Linked DNA regions of Drosophila melanogaster: region 1 is linked to region 2. The links are chromatin contacts, called in public Hi-C maps. All regions are on one chromosome and are shown on one strand. Each heading gives the region's core, a stretch centred on a gene start, on an enhancer-like site or on the middle of the called end of the contact. The rest is flanking DNA. Distances are from core to core; before and after follow the strand shown. Region 1 holds the start of CG16753. Region 2 holds the start of SCOT (Succinyl-CoA:3-ketoacid CoA transferase).

Region 1 (6,787 bases), core at 1,520-4,019, 1.1 Mb before region 2:
ATTGCCCAGCGAGTGTCAAGTAAGCTGTTCTATACTTTACCAATTCCAGCATTTGATATTAATTTGCTTGCTTTCGTCTGTAGTTCTGCAACAAGGAGTTCCCATACAAATCTCTCGAACGCCATGAACAACACGAGTGCCAGGAGCGCCCGACCAAGTGCAAATACCATCGCATTGGCTGTCAGTGGCGGGGACCCTACCACGAGAGTGAGTGCCTTCGCCGCATCCCATGGATGTACTAACTAATCATCCATCTAATTCGCAGCCAACGAGCATGAGCGCAACTGCTTGCATCCCCAGAAGTCTGGCTACGAGGTAATGGCAGCCCTGGAGGCCCACGACGATAGGATCAAGGAGGAGAAGAAGATGTTTAACACCCTGATTGACTTGCTTAGCTACGAGAAGATCATATTCAATGGTGGGTGTAGCACGGAACAGAGATCTGTCTTAATTGCTCTATGGAATTAAATCTAATCATTAATGGTTATTGTAGCTGAGCTCGTACACAAATGCGGGCAGAGTTATGCTAACGCTCGATCGCTTTCTAGTTATATGTACTTACATTCTATCTTTTTAGACCTCCAAATGAAACCCTACCGCACAGACGAGTACGTGCACAAGCTCTTTTATGAGACGGCCCGCTTCTCGGCCTTCAATCAACAGTGGGTGGTGAAGGCGCGCATCAACAACAGCCAGCGCGATCCGCATCAGTCCAACGAGCGGACCATCACCTATCAGCTGATCCTCAAGACCAAGACCAGCACGCCCATGAGCATACATTTCTTTGCGCTGAAGGGTCCGTTCTCGGATATGAAAGTTTCCACGCAGATATACAAACATGAATTCACCGAGACGGTGAGAATAAAAATATTAATAATAAGAACTGTCGACTAGTCATAAGTTTACTCTTGTCCTGCAATTTCAGAGTACCGAAAGCGAGTACTATGTCTTGCCATTGCCAGATGGAGTCGGCGGTAGCGGCTCCAGCGAATGCAACCGTATGCTGGCCAACAAAGGCATTAACTTCCGGTGAGTAATCATCGAAACAGCCTGCTGAAATCGCATATTTATTATATTAACAACTTCCTCTTGCAGCCTGCTCATGTTTCTGCTGAACAAGTAGACGCTTTCGCTGCTCAGCGAACTAAGATTTTCAAATTAGCTTAAGTTTGTTGTTTCAAACTCTTGAATGTGCAAAACCTAGATATAGTTGACTTATATTTTCTATCAATGTATATGTAATACTTCGAGGCGGTAACGACGAGCCTGGGCCTAACCGAGAACCGCTTCCCGATAGCCCGCAACCCGTTCCCGATCCCGTTCATGTTTCAATGAAGTTTAAGATCACGCAGACGTAACGCGGTAGGTTGTAACCTAAGTTTAGTGTAGATTCGGCTACATTTTGTACATGAGATGAGATAGCGCCATTTTATGGAGACACCTTTCAATAGCTATGTTAACTCTACTGTTAGTGCTGGTGGCGAAATGGATACGATACGATGGACAAGACGACTGATGTGTGTTTGACTAGCGTTTAATGATCTCACAGGAAGGAGCCAGCCCACGCTAACGCGATAATACCGATAATAACCATAAAATAGCCGTAGATTAACTGTCCGGACGCAAGGACCTCGAGTCCACGGCTCCGTTTTCACTGTAAGAAGAACAACACCAAGTTGAAATTCGAACCCTAAGCAGGCGCATATAGAACGCTCTATGATATAACGTAGCGATAGACTAACTACGATCACATAGCCCGGGCCGTAAAATGCAAAGATCCCCCCAAAAGTCCTCACGTTCGAATCTTGTCTAATCCTCGTTCTGTTGACCCTCTTACGATTTAATGCTTACAACTTACATTCGTACGTGTAATATTTATATGCATCGTTAAATGATAACTATACCTAATGCATATATAATAAAGATACTTCTTAATAAACAAAATCCACCTGTTTTCTTCTTGGGGGCAACTGAATTTTTTAGCTCTAAACATTGATCATAAATTGTTCTAGATATGCACAGTTTATTTTACAGTGCTCAATTAGTAACGTTTTTCATAGTTTTGGACTAACATACTTGCGTCATCGTATATTTCTTTACAATCCTTGTATTATTTATGTTTATACCTAAAAATAATTAATCTGCTGATTTGAGGCTTCTATTCGTAGTCGTCCTCTTCCATCGCCTGGTACTTGTTGCGCACATGGGCGGCGATGACTTCGCGGGGATTCTTCTTGAAGTTCTTGTCTTTGATGAGCTTTTCGAAGGACTTGACGGTGTTGACCATTTCAGTGCGTTTTTTCCGGATCTTCTCGTTGGCACTCAGTCGGACCTCTGGTTCTGTGAGGGCTGCCCCCTCGGAGACATCCTTTTGCTTGGTCTTCACCAGCTTGTAGATGTCCTGCAGCGAGGGTAGGGCATCCCGCAGTGGTTTTAGATCTCCGACAACTTTGGTCTTCTCGCGATTCTTGTGCTCCTCCTTGCGTTTCTTACGCGCTTCGGCGAATCTCTTGAGCAGCTTCTTGTGTTTCGCCTCGGATTTCTCCTTCTTGGTGGTCGTCTTCTTGGGCGTAAGGGTCTTGTGGAGCAGACGATCCTCGCGCAGCTTGGCCTTCATGTCCTGAGCCTTCTGCTTGGCCGCCCCCACCACGCTTTTCGCCTTGGCCCTTACATTTTTCTTCGTTTTTGCCATTCTACTGCGATTTGTGCACCAACAAAATCAAAATAAAAACAAACGTGCAGCGTGCTAAGCCCCAAAATCAGTGTCACCACACCCGGTATGGTTAGCGATGACAATAACAGTGCTTCGTTATCGGTTATCGGCGGCAAGCTGATTGTTGGTTAATATATTTGAAATTTATTATTCAGCTTCGAAGATTAGCACTTAAATATGTCATTTAAAATATATATATATTCCACAGCCCATAAAAACGTATGTAATATATAAATTCAGCATTTTATTTACCAACTACCTAGCCTTCTAAGTGACTAATGAATAACAAATAACAAAGACAGAGAATAAAAGTTTAACCTAATACCAGTCACTAAACCGGGCAATCGTCCGGCTCCATTTGTCCATCCGGTTGGCAATGGTTTCGTACTCCTTGGGACGCGGTTCAAAGACTCGCGCCACTTTCCGGAAACGTTTGAGATCGTTCACATCGCGCCAGATTCCGAGGTTGATGCCCGCCATGAACGTGGCTCCCATGATGCTGCTCTCCGCATTGTCCGCCCGCTCCACCCGCAGTCGGCTGAGATCCGCAAGGAATTGGCAGACGAAGTCATTGCGGGAGACGCCGCCATCAACCCTAAAATAGAAGAAAATAAGTGCAATGTAAAATTGGTTAAGATGGATAGACAGAAATACCTAATCATATGAAGCTTCTGAGAGGTCTCCTTCTCAGCGGCCTCGATCAGCTGCACCAGACGAAATACTATGCTCTCGAGCAGAGCCCGCACCATGTGGGCTTTGGTGGTGGACGGAGTGAGGCCAATAAAGCCACTTGCTGACCGATAATCGTTCACCGGGGGCTGTCAAAGATAAGATGGGGATTAGGTAATCTTGAACCAGTTGCAAAAGTGCTTTAAAAAACATACCCCCAGGCCACTGAAGGCCGGCATGAAGAACACATCGTTCGTATCTGGAACGGACTGTGCAATATCTGAGGTGTTCGCTGGACTATCGAAGAGCTCGCACGATTGCGCCCAAGTGACCACGGTGCCAAAGTCATGGGATGCTCCCTCAATGCAGTAGACAGCTCCCTGCTGCCTGGTTGGTTTCTTGAACTGCCAGGCCACCAATGGATACATGCCAGAGATGACAGCTTGGCAACGATCGCCTGTTACCAGATTAAGGAACGCACCAGTACCCATTGTGACCTTGACGTCGTTCTTCTGGAAACACTGCGAGCCCCAAATGGCTGCTGTTTGGTCACTTAAAGAGGCAGCAATGGGTATCTCTGTGTTGGCCCAATCCGGACCGAAGGCAGTAGGATGCACATGCCCAAAGCCCTTGTAGCCGTTGTCCACCACACGCGGCAAGATTTTTGACTGCAATGGAAGCAAATGAATGCAAATAGAGCCTGATGGAGGATATAGCCAACTCACATTGATGCCGAATAGCCAGCTTATAAGCGGCGACCAGCTGAGCGTGAACGGATCGTACAAACCCGTCGCCGTACTCGAGGTCACATCGGTTATGTGCTCCACATCCTTATCGCGACTGCTGCCAGTTCTTAGCTTGTGCAGGATCCACGAGTCCAACAGCTCCACGCGCGCCTTCTTCTGCATCAGAGCCTGCTTCAACTTCTTGTTGTTCATTATCTCGAAGAGTAGCCTTGGAGTGACCTGGCCATTCATCAGTTGGAGAACGCTGCCGGCGAGGAATCGTGACTGGCGGGTGAGAAGGAACAGGGCATACGAGAACCAGTTCATGGAGCTCTTCGTCCAGCTGGCATTCCACTGGTCAACCAGCTCGTCGGCGCGCAAATCCTTCCAGGTGATGAAATTGTGGTAGTACTCGCCACTGCGATGATCCCACGTGAGAAACGTGCAGCGCTGCGTGGAGATGGTCAGGCAGGTGATGTCCGGTGGTGTCAGTTGAGCATCTGCAAAAGGCATCAAAAGTAAGTTCTAGCTTATCCAGGATCACAATCGTACTGCACTTGAAAATTCAATAACTATGAATAAGTAATCTCAAATGTAATCATATCTGTGCCCAAATTCAGGTTTACCTCACTTATTTTAGGAATAAGCCTTTAATTAATATATTTAACGATGTATTAAACCTGTTGGGGATTTTAGAGATTCGCGATACTCACTTTTTACTGCCTGCGTTATAACGCCAACGATTTTCCGCCACAAGCTCTCGGGTTCGATTTCGAAATAGCCTGGCTGCGGGTTCAGTAGCTCCACCTAATTGCGCCAAAGGTCGTCAAGGTTTTGCTTAATTAACTTTGCACCGCGGGTCACTTGAAGATCGAATCACTTACAGCATCCACCGCCGATCCCCGGACTTCGCATTGTTCGTCCAGAACGAAGCTCCGCACGCAGGTGGTGCCAACATCCAGGGCGAGTATGAAAGCGGGTGAGTCGGGTGGTCCCGACTCCTCCGCACACTGGGAATCCTTGGCTGCTCCTGCTGGCTTAGCTGCTACTTTTGAAGGCGCCGACATGTTTCCCAGCGCACGCTTCGTCGATCACTGGCTTTGGGACGCTGCTGAGCTGAATTGGCGGGGCGACTTATCCATTTCGCTACTGCTGCGGCTATACTTATTGTTATTGTTATTCCGACGAGCTCTCATAGTGCGCGATTCAGATTTCCTTATCAAGTGCTCGACTTTTGTTTTTGTTTCGAGTCCAGATGATAACGCAACTGGTTATCCAGGGCTGCCACCTGCTCGCGCCAGCTGCAAGTCAACTAGCTCGAAAGTAGCTAGAATCTAAATAAGATCTAAACAAAGGCTACATTTCAAAACATTAAATACGCAATAAAATACTAGAATGTACAAAGCAATCTACTTGCAAGGGTTGTTGTATGGGTTTAGTTTAATTGCTGATATAATTGCAGCATCCTGTGTTGGCTAACACATAAATATCCCTTCACAGTTGCCCAACGTAGTGACAACTCTGATTGGCGCCAATTTCAAATCATCATCATCAGTTGATAAGAGCTACCACCATGTTTCGTTCAGGATTATGATTCTTATCTAAAGGTAGCGATAAGCCCTCTAAAATTAGAGCACTATCGACGCTTCCCACAAAACGATTACTCACGTGTGCGACGCAACACCGATCTAATCTTGGCGTCGCTTTTTTTTTTTAACAACTTTATTTGCTGTACACATAGACACTTGCATATATACAGTATAATTCGCTTAGGTGCCTCGAGTACTTTGCACAATGCCTCGATGCAGGTAACTTAAAAATGCAGCTAACTTAATTTTTTTTTTTTAAGGAAAAATAAATTCACACAAAAAAATGGAAAAATAATGCAGATATCTTGCCGATGCAGCTAACTATCGATGCAGCTAAGCGAATTATACTGTATTATATATATATATATATATAGGTACGAATTCAGGTATATAGATACTACACATACAAGATAAACCTTTATCTAAAATAGTTAGCATTGTACTAATAGTTGTGGTGTCCAATAGAATACGCTTTACAATCAACTTGTTAAACACATCGATTTACAGATAGAGTACTATACTGGATAAAAGCTCTCAGAAGCCTCCTTGCAAACTTAGGTACTGGTTTCGGTTCTCTTTGGAGATATGTCTACGCCTAGCAGAAGCCTCGTCGGATGCTGATTTCGTGGCGGAAGCCTTACATGTCCGTTGGCAGGATGTCGGGGATGAGGTACTGGCACAGCTCCGCCTCGTCCGCCACAAACTTCACCTTCTTGGCCGTATTGTCGTCCAACAGTACACGTATGGCCGGCCAAATGGTGGAGAACAGACCGGGCGAGTTGATGATCAGACAGACGCCCAGGCGCTCCGGAAAGTGCTTGCCCAGCAGCCAGATGAGATTCTGCACTAGCTGATAGTCCATGCAGCTGGTGCTGAACTCGGCCAGATCGAAGACAATGCACAGGCGGTCGGTGACCTCCTCGAAGCACTTCTTGCACGCCTCCTCCAAATTGTAGACGATGAAGCGCGTCAGCTCGTCGATGTCCCGCTCCGAGCTGTGATTTTTGGCCGGAATGTAGATCACCGGACGGCCGATGCAGTCGCGGTGGCGCAGCAGGCGCGCCTTCTTGTCCAGCTGGCTGCGGTCCATC
Region 2 (6,356 bases), core at 2,394-4,893:
ATTTAACACAAATGTTTTTGTCACACGGTCAACAAAAAATAAATGCACTCGTTTATCACTCAACCGGAGGTATTGCAGCTTCTCTGGGCACTAAGCACGTGGCTCATCAGACCGGAATTTGACCCATTTTCTTCAGATTGGGCGACACTGTGAACTTGGCTCCAGTGCTGGCAATGATGTCGTCCACGGTGTAACCCTCGGCCACCTCGATCAGCGTTAGGCCCACGCCCTTTTCCACCGTGAAGACAGCCTTCTCCGAGATGATCATGTCGATCACACCCTTGCCAGTGAGCGGAAGGGAGCAGGTGTCCAGGATCTTGGGGGAACCATCGCGGGCATTGTGCTCCATGGTGATGATCACCTTGGTGCCAGGCGCAGCCACCAAATCCATGGCTCCACCCATTCCCTTAACCAGTTTGCCCTAAAAAGAATGAGTTTGCAAGTGATTAAGCTTAATGGATGATAATGGATTAACTTACAGGAATCATCCAGTTGGCCAGATCGCCTGTGGCCGACACCTCCATGGCGCCCAAAATGGTGATATCCACATGACCACCACGGATCATGGCAAAGCTGTCATCGGAGCCAAAGTATGAGGCTCCGGGCACCACGGTAACACTCTCCTTTCCGGCGTTGATCAAGTCCGGATCCACTTTATCCTTGGTGGGGAAGGGTCCCAGGCCCAGGATTCCGTTCTCCGACTGCAGCATCACGTTCATGCCCTTGGGGATGTAGTTGGAGGAGAGCACGGGAATGCCAATGCCCAGATTGGCATACATGCCGTCGTGGAACTCAAGAGCCACTCGACGGGCAATGCGCTCACGTAAAACCTGGGCGGGATTTGGTGGAGGAGCGGGTTTGCTGGGATCCTTGGGTTCCGTGATGCGCAAGCGTTCCACACGCTTGTTGTAGTTGGTGCCCTTGAAGATGCGGTTAATGTAGATGCCGGGCACATGGATCTCATCGGGAGAAAGGGCTCCGATGGGCACGATTTCCTCCACTTCGGCCACGGTGATTTTGGCAGCCCTGCACATGGGTGCATTGAAGTTTCTGGCAGCTTTGTTGAACACCAGATTGCCCAAGGGATCGGCCTTCTGGGCCTTGACAAAGGCAAAGTCTGCGAAGATGGACTCCTCCATCACGTAGTTCTTTCCGTTGAACTCCTTCACGGGCTTCTTTTCGCTGGATATTTCCACTTTGCCATCCTTGGAGTACTTAATGGGTGCTCCGCCTTCCTGGACAAGAGTGGCGTAGCCAGTGGGCGTGTAGAAGGCCGGAATGCCGGCTCCTCCAGCGCGGATCTTTTCCGCTAGGGTGCCTTGGGGAGTCAGTTCCACGGCCAGTTCTCCTTCCAGATATTGACGCACCAACTCCGTGTTTTCGCCGACATAGGAGCCAATTACCTTGGACACCTGCTTCTGCTTGATCAGGACACCCAGACCAGTGTCGTCCACACCTGGAAAGGAATTCGGTTTAATAAGAGCATTCATTATATATTCTTTTCATGCATACCTCCATTGTTGGAAACGCCAGTGATGTTCTTGACTCCTTTCTGCTTGAGCGCGTTGATCATCTTCTCCGGAATGCCGCAGATTCCGAATCCGCCGAACAGGATCTGGGCACCATCCTGCACATCGGCCACAGCATCTATGGCCGACTCGTAGATCTTGCCGTTCCGCTGTTTTCCCGACGTGGAGTAGCACGCAATAGCCTGCAAATAATCGGACTATTAGCATAAAAAGCGGTTTGTCCATGATACGCAGGTGTTCCCTGGTATAAGTGAGCGTTCGTGTGGATTGTTTGTGCAAAGTCGTTACGTAAGTTTGCCTATTTTTAATTCGCTTGGATTGCTCCAGGGGGGGTAATGGTATCAGTGGGGTGATTTTAGAGTGAATGGCTCGTGCGGATTCGTCAAATTAGTGCCTCTTATCTCAATTGGCAGCAAAACACTAAATCAAAACAACAAATATTTATAAATATATTTCTGGAACTTTTTGAATTAACACCTGTTGATATGTTTTTGCTGGAGAACTGGTTTATCGCTGTATAATCACATGATTAATAAAGGACTTAATCTTTGAAGAGATAACCGAGAGAAATGCAAACTATCTACATATATCTGGAAGATATTCTCCAGAAATATCGTGGTTATATTTTTATGAGAGGCGGATTTTACCTTGATGGAGGCGGTATATCGTGCACCCAAACTCCTGTTTCCCACCAGTCGGCAGAGCATTTTAACTTAAGTGTATTTAAAGTAATAAAAACGTATTTAAACTAAAGCAAACTGCTCGGCGGATCAACACAAGCCAGAATGAAACGAAAACAGCTGAGGAGCGCAACAGGTACCAAGTCAGCTGGTTCCATCGAACCAGTTCGATAACTTCCATGAAACAGCTGTTTGTAAAAGATGCAACAATTGCATTTAATTAAATAAAATAACGGAATAATACTTTTATGTAAATTTAATTTTCAATTAAAATCTAGTTTTATACATTTTAAAGTTTATTTGTATATAACATTTATTTTTAAGTAATTTGAAATCGATTTATAGTAGGACCGAGCAGCGAACGCGTTTTGCCATCAGCTGTGCTGACTAACAACAACATAACAACAACAAAGGCAAAGCCAGACGCTCAGAAGGCCAAACACAGAACGAAGCGCAGTCAACAAAAACAAAGTCGTTGGATTTGCAGCCGTAAAAACAAACGCCATTTCTTAAACAATTCCGGACAAAAACCACCTGCTGACGTCACAGCCAGTTGACTACCTTACATACACCTTAGTTTGGTTGGCTGGCGTGGATCTGCACGAAGTAGTCCTTGTCCAGGATTCCCAGCAGCAGATGAGTTCAGCAAACCAGCCTTCAGAATGTGGTGCTAAGGTAGCAAAACATTTGCAGCTGTCTGCGGTGAGCCATGACCAATAAATGATGTATTTTACACACTCTAGTCTAGCAGCAAATCAAATACTATATAAACTCGAGTGATGAATAATTTCGGTGCTGCGCAGTTGATAAATATGTGTAAGTGGTTGTGGTTCAAATGCTGAATGTGCTGCATATATATGTATATGTGAAATTCTCGACGTGATAAGGTGGAAATGAAGATGGTCTCCTCCTCCTGATTTCCATAGTTTCGAGCTTATCTCGCTGCCACTGGCCGTTACAGACACGCTCCATTGCCAGCTGTTTACCCGAATGGAGCATCACTGCAACCACCGCACCACTGAAGCCCCTGAGCCACCGATCCCAGCCCCGATAACTATCACTGTCTTACCGGCTTGGCAACCCACCGCAAGCCAGCCATCCATCCAGATGCAATGCCACCGATCCGATCCGATGCGCTATAAATAGCAATCTCAATAGTTTTCCGCAACAACAACCAAAGTTTCCACTCCACTCTGCAGCGAATTATCAACATCACCGGCCGACTGCTGCCTCTGGGCAAATAAGCAATCATCGTGGCCTCTTCTGCCCACTCCACGTCCTCTTCGTGCTGATCTCTTCACGTAATCGCACGCACAAAAGAGTTACAGTGGCACCTCCACAGAGCGAACTTTTCAGGCATCTTTAATCATTTACCCCAGTAAATTTTCTGATTGTCCACATTTTCTGATTTGTTATTTAAAAATTTGAATCTACATAGTAACGTAAAACTCGTTGGTGACTACTTCTCATGCTTTAGAGGTCCGACTGTATTTACTGACTCTCCTTAATTACAGCTGGCGTTCTCCTGCGATCGCCGCATTCAGTTTGGTCTCATCGCTCCAAGCGCACACAACGTCGACCGATGCCCGAGGAGCTGCTGACCAGCTGGAGCAGACTCTTTGACGTGCCTGTTGGAAGGCAACAACACTATCTGTGATTCTCCATGGCCGGAATGGAGGTGAAGGAGAAGGAGGAGCAGCTGCTGCTGGATACCCTGATCGGACTGTGGAGTCAGTATCTCCAGGCCTCGGAGCTCGAAGACGCGAGTGTCAAGGTTTGTGTGACTCTCCTTCGTCCATTCCGTTGATATTCCCAGCTCTTATCGCTGCTGGCCTTTCTCCCTCTCATGCTCGCAGGACCACTGGCTCTGGTTGCTGCTGTATAACTTGCAGTTTCTGGACGATAAGAACTTGCAAGATGCCTGGCTAAATAGGTAATATTATCGCTCTACTTAACATGTATAGTTAGTTATACATTATATTATATTTGTTCATATTTCAGCCACTTCAATCTGATGCCCGAGGAGCTCTGTTCCTATTTGCTGGAGCAGGTCTATCAAATCATCAGCGAGGCGAAGAGATCTCAGGAAAGCAGTCCGACGCATGAACCGGAGCAGCAGGACAAGTGCATCAAGCAGCTGCGCAAGCAGCATAATCTGGCCCAGGTTTCTATCGAAGCATATTCCCCTATTTCTGATCCAGTTCACCATTTCTCATGTCTCTTCTTGCAGCTAATACTCAGCACTCCCAGTGATTGCAACAAGATTCTCGCTCTGCGGACATTCCTCACCGATAAACTGGGCCATCATCTATTGACGTTTCTGCTGCGCGTGGATATCAAGGCACGTGCTTTTCTTGAATCCCAGAAATTGTTACATATTAAATATTTAAATTAAATCAATTCTTAAACCTCTGCCTGCAGCTCATTGCATCCCAGAAGAGTCTGTGCCACCTGTGCATTAACCTGTTCCCCAACTGCAAGTGGAGTGCATCCAACGAGCAGCTGATTCCCATGACCAGCATTGCTCAGTTCATCGGAAGTTTCTACCTCAATTCGCAAAGCAAAAAGCTGAGACGCCAACAGCAACCAAAAAGTCAATTACCCAATCACATATCCAATCCAATCAAATCGAGTTTCGAAGACTTTAGAGGGACGACAAGGAGCAGTGATGAACTGGCCTTGCTGCTCATCCAATTGCTCACCAGGTGCGTGGATGCGGAGCAGGAATCCCAGCTGAGCGTTACGGTCCATAACTTTGCTCTGGGACACTTGTGTTCAAGTTCGGAGCAGGATGCATCGGGGAATAACGATGAACTCATTAAATTTGAACTGCTCCAATTGATAGCACACTGTGTAAACAACTTTTACGTGCTGGAGCAACAGCAGCCGAATGTCCATGACTTCAACAGCAACTTTGGGCAGCTCCTCTACGCACTGACCGCCAATCGGAGGAGTCCCCTTCTGGCTCATGGAGTATTATACATAATGTTTGGCACCCTTCACAACCTGGTGGATAATGGCGTGCGGGAGTTGAACCAGATCGATGTGAGGAACTTTGATGCCTGCTTCGAGGTCTTGCAAGAGGCGGCCAAATCGACTAACTTCTCGACCGCCATATTCCTGCATATCTACAAAATGCTGCTACGCCTGACGGACAACCTTTCCAGCCAGGAACAGCACCTGCAGAGTCTTATGGAGAGCAGTGCATCCACCGCGATGCCCAAGCAACAGCAACATCCGCGCCACAAAAGACAAAGGAGCAGTCAGTTGCATTGTCTGGGAGCCACTTCCCTGAGCTGCTACTTCCAGGGAAAACTGTATCACTTGCTGCCCAGTCTGGAGGCAGAGCTGCAGGAGCATAGCGTGAGGAGTCTGCTCCGAACCGGAAGCTGTTGCTGCCACTACAACGTCAGGAACTACGCCACTTGCCTGCAACTAGCCACCCAACTTTCCAGCAGCTATCAGAAGTGTGCATACAAATTCCTCCACTACAATGTGCTGCACACCATCTTTGTGAAGCGGAATCCCCAGGGATGCCCGGGATGCGAGGATAAACTAAAGTCGCCTGTATTTCACATGGACCTACTGAACATCTACAAGGATAACTACAAGGCCCTGCTGAACACACCTGCAATGTTGCTCTTCCTCAAGCATCTAAAACATATCGCCTATCTGCTGCCCTATGATTTAGCCTCTGGAATCTTGGCGGAGGTGGCTTTGCCCATTTTTAGGCGTTACAAAGAACTGATTGAAAGTGGCGAAAGCAAGAGAAAGATAAGCAAGGTCACTCCCCTACAGTTGCCCAGCAAGTTGGAGAACTACAGAGCTCTACACGAATGCCTGAGTATCTTCGTCATGTACCTGAGTGATATCCGCCTGGTCAAAGCTTTCTACAACGAGGAGAACATCCGCTATATGCAGGATCTTCTAATCATACCCGAACTGCAGCGGGGAGTATGTGATCTCATCAAGGTGGGCATTGATAACATAGCTTTTCTGGGCGAGAACAGCCAGGAGCAGATCACTCTGAGCAGGAGACTCATCCAGCTGCAGCTGAACAGTAGTGACAGGGCATCGCAGCTCTTCCAGGCTCTGCTGTACAAGTGCTCCAAGCACTCCCGCGCCAAATTCTGGCTGGATGAGAGCT

Evidence for each region. A called contact is a pair of places that touch in the nucleus more often than the background predicts.
Region 1: a contact with region 2 is called in a Hi-C map of the Kc167 cell line, with 2.3 times the contacts expected there. The contact joins the promoter of CG16753 here to the promoter of SCOT in region 2. A contact is called at or near these places in 10 of 107 Hi-C or Micro-C datasets (the D17-c3 cell line, the Kc167 cell line, the ML-DmBG3-c2 cell line and 7 more).

Annotation. Positions count from the first base shown.
Region 1 is chr3L:3,051,061-3,057,847 of dm6, reverse strand. CG16753 reads right to left here and starts at 2,769. Exons shown (of 1, transcript NM_139507.3): 1 at 2,006-2,769. The coding sequence starts at 2,692. The coding sequence ends at 2,159. It overlaps CG1271, which reads right to left and starts at 5,334. Exons shown (of 4, transcript NM_206259.2): 1 at 4,821-5,334; 2 at 4,108-4,607; 3 at 3,598-4,050; 4 at 2,942-3,531. The coding sequence starts at 4,434. The coding sequence ends at 3,157. It overlaps CG32486, which reads left to right. Exons shown (of 8, transcript NM_139508.3): 3 at 1-19; 4 at 84-207; 5 at 266-418; 6 at 578-855; 7 at 926-1,029; 8 at 1,096-1,940. The coding sequence ends at 1,123. It overlaps CG32485, which reads right to left. Exons shown (of 2, transcript NM_167972.2): 2 at 6,083-6,787. The coding sequence ends at 6,334.
Region 2 is chr3L:1,960,430-1,966,785 of dm6, reverse strand. It overlaps SCOT (Succinyl-CoA:3-ketoacid CoA transferase), which reads right to left and starts at 3,643. Exons shown (of 4, transcript NM_167928.2): 1 at 3,295-3,643; 2 at 1,513-1,711; 3 at 480-1,456; 4 at 1-421. The coding sequence starts at 3,312. The coding sequence ends at 107. It overlaps mv (mauve), which reads left to right and starts at 2,608. Exons shown (of 18, transcript NM_139424.2): 1 at 2,608-2,911; 2 at 3,724-3,983; 3 at 4,066-4,142; 4 at 4,211-4,373; 5 at 4,440-4,550; 6 at 4,631-6,356. The coding sequence starts at 3,873. CG1927 reads left to right here. Exons shown (of 3, transcript NM_139427.4): 3 at 1-61. It also overlaps asRNA:CR45827 and asRNA:CR45828.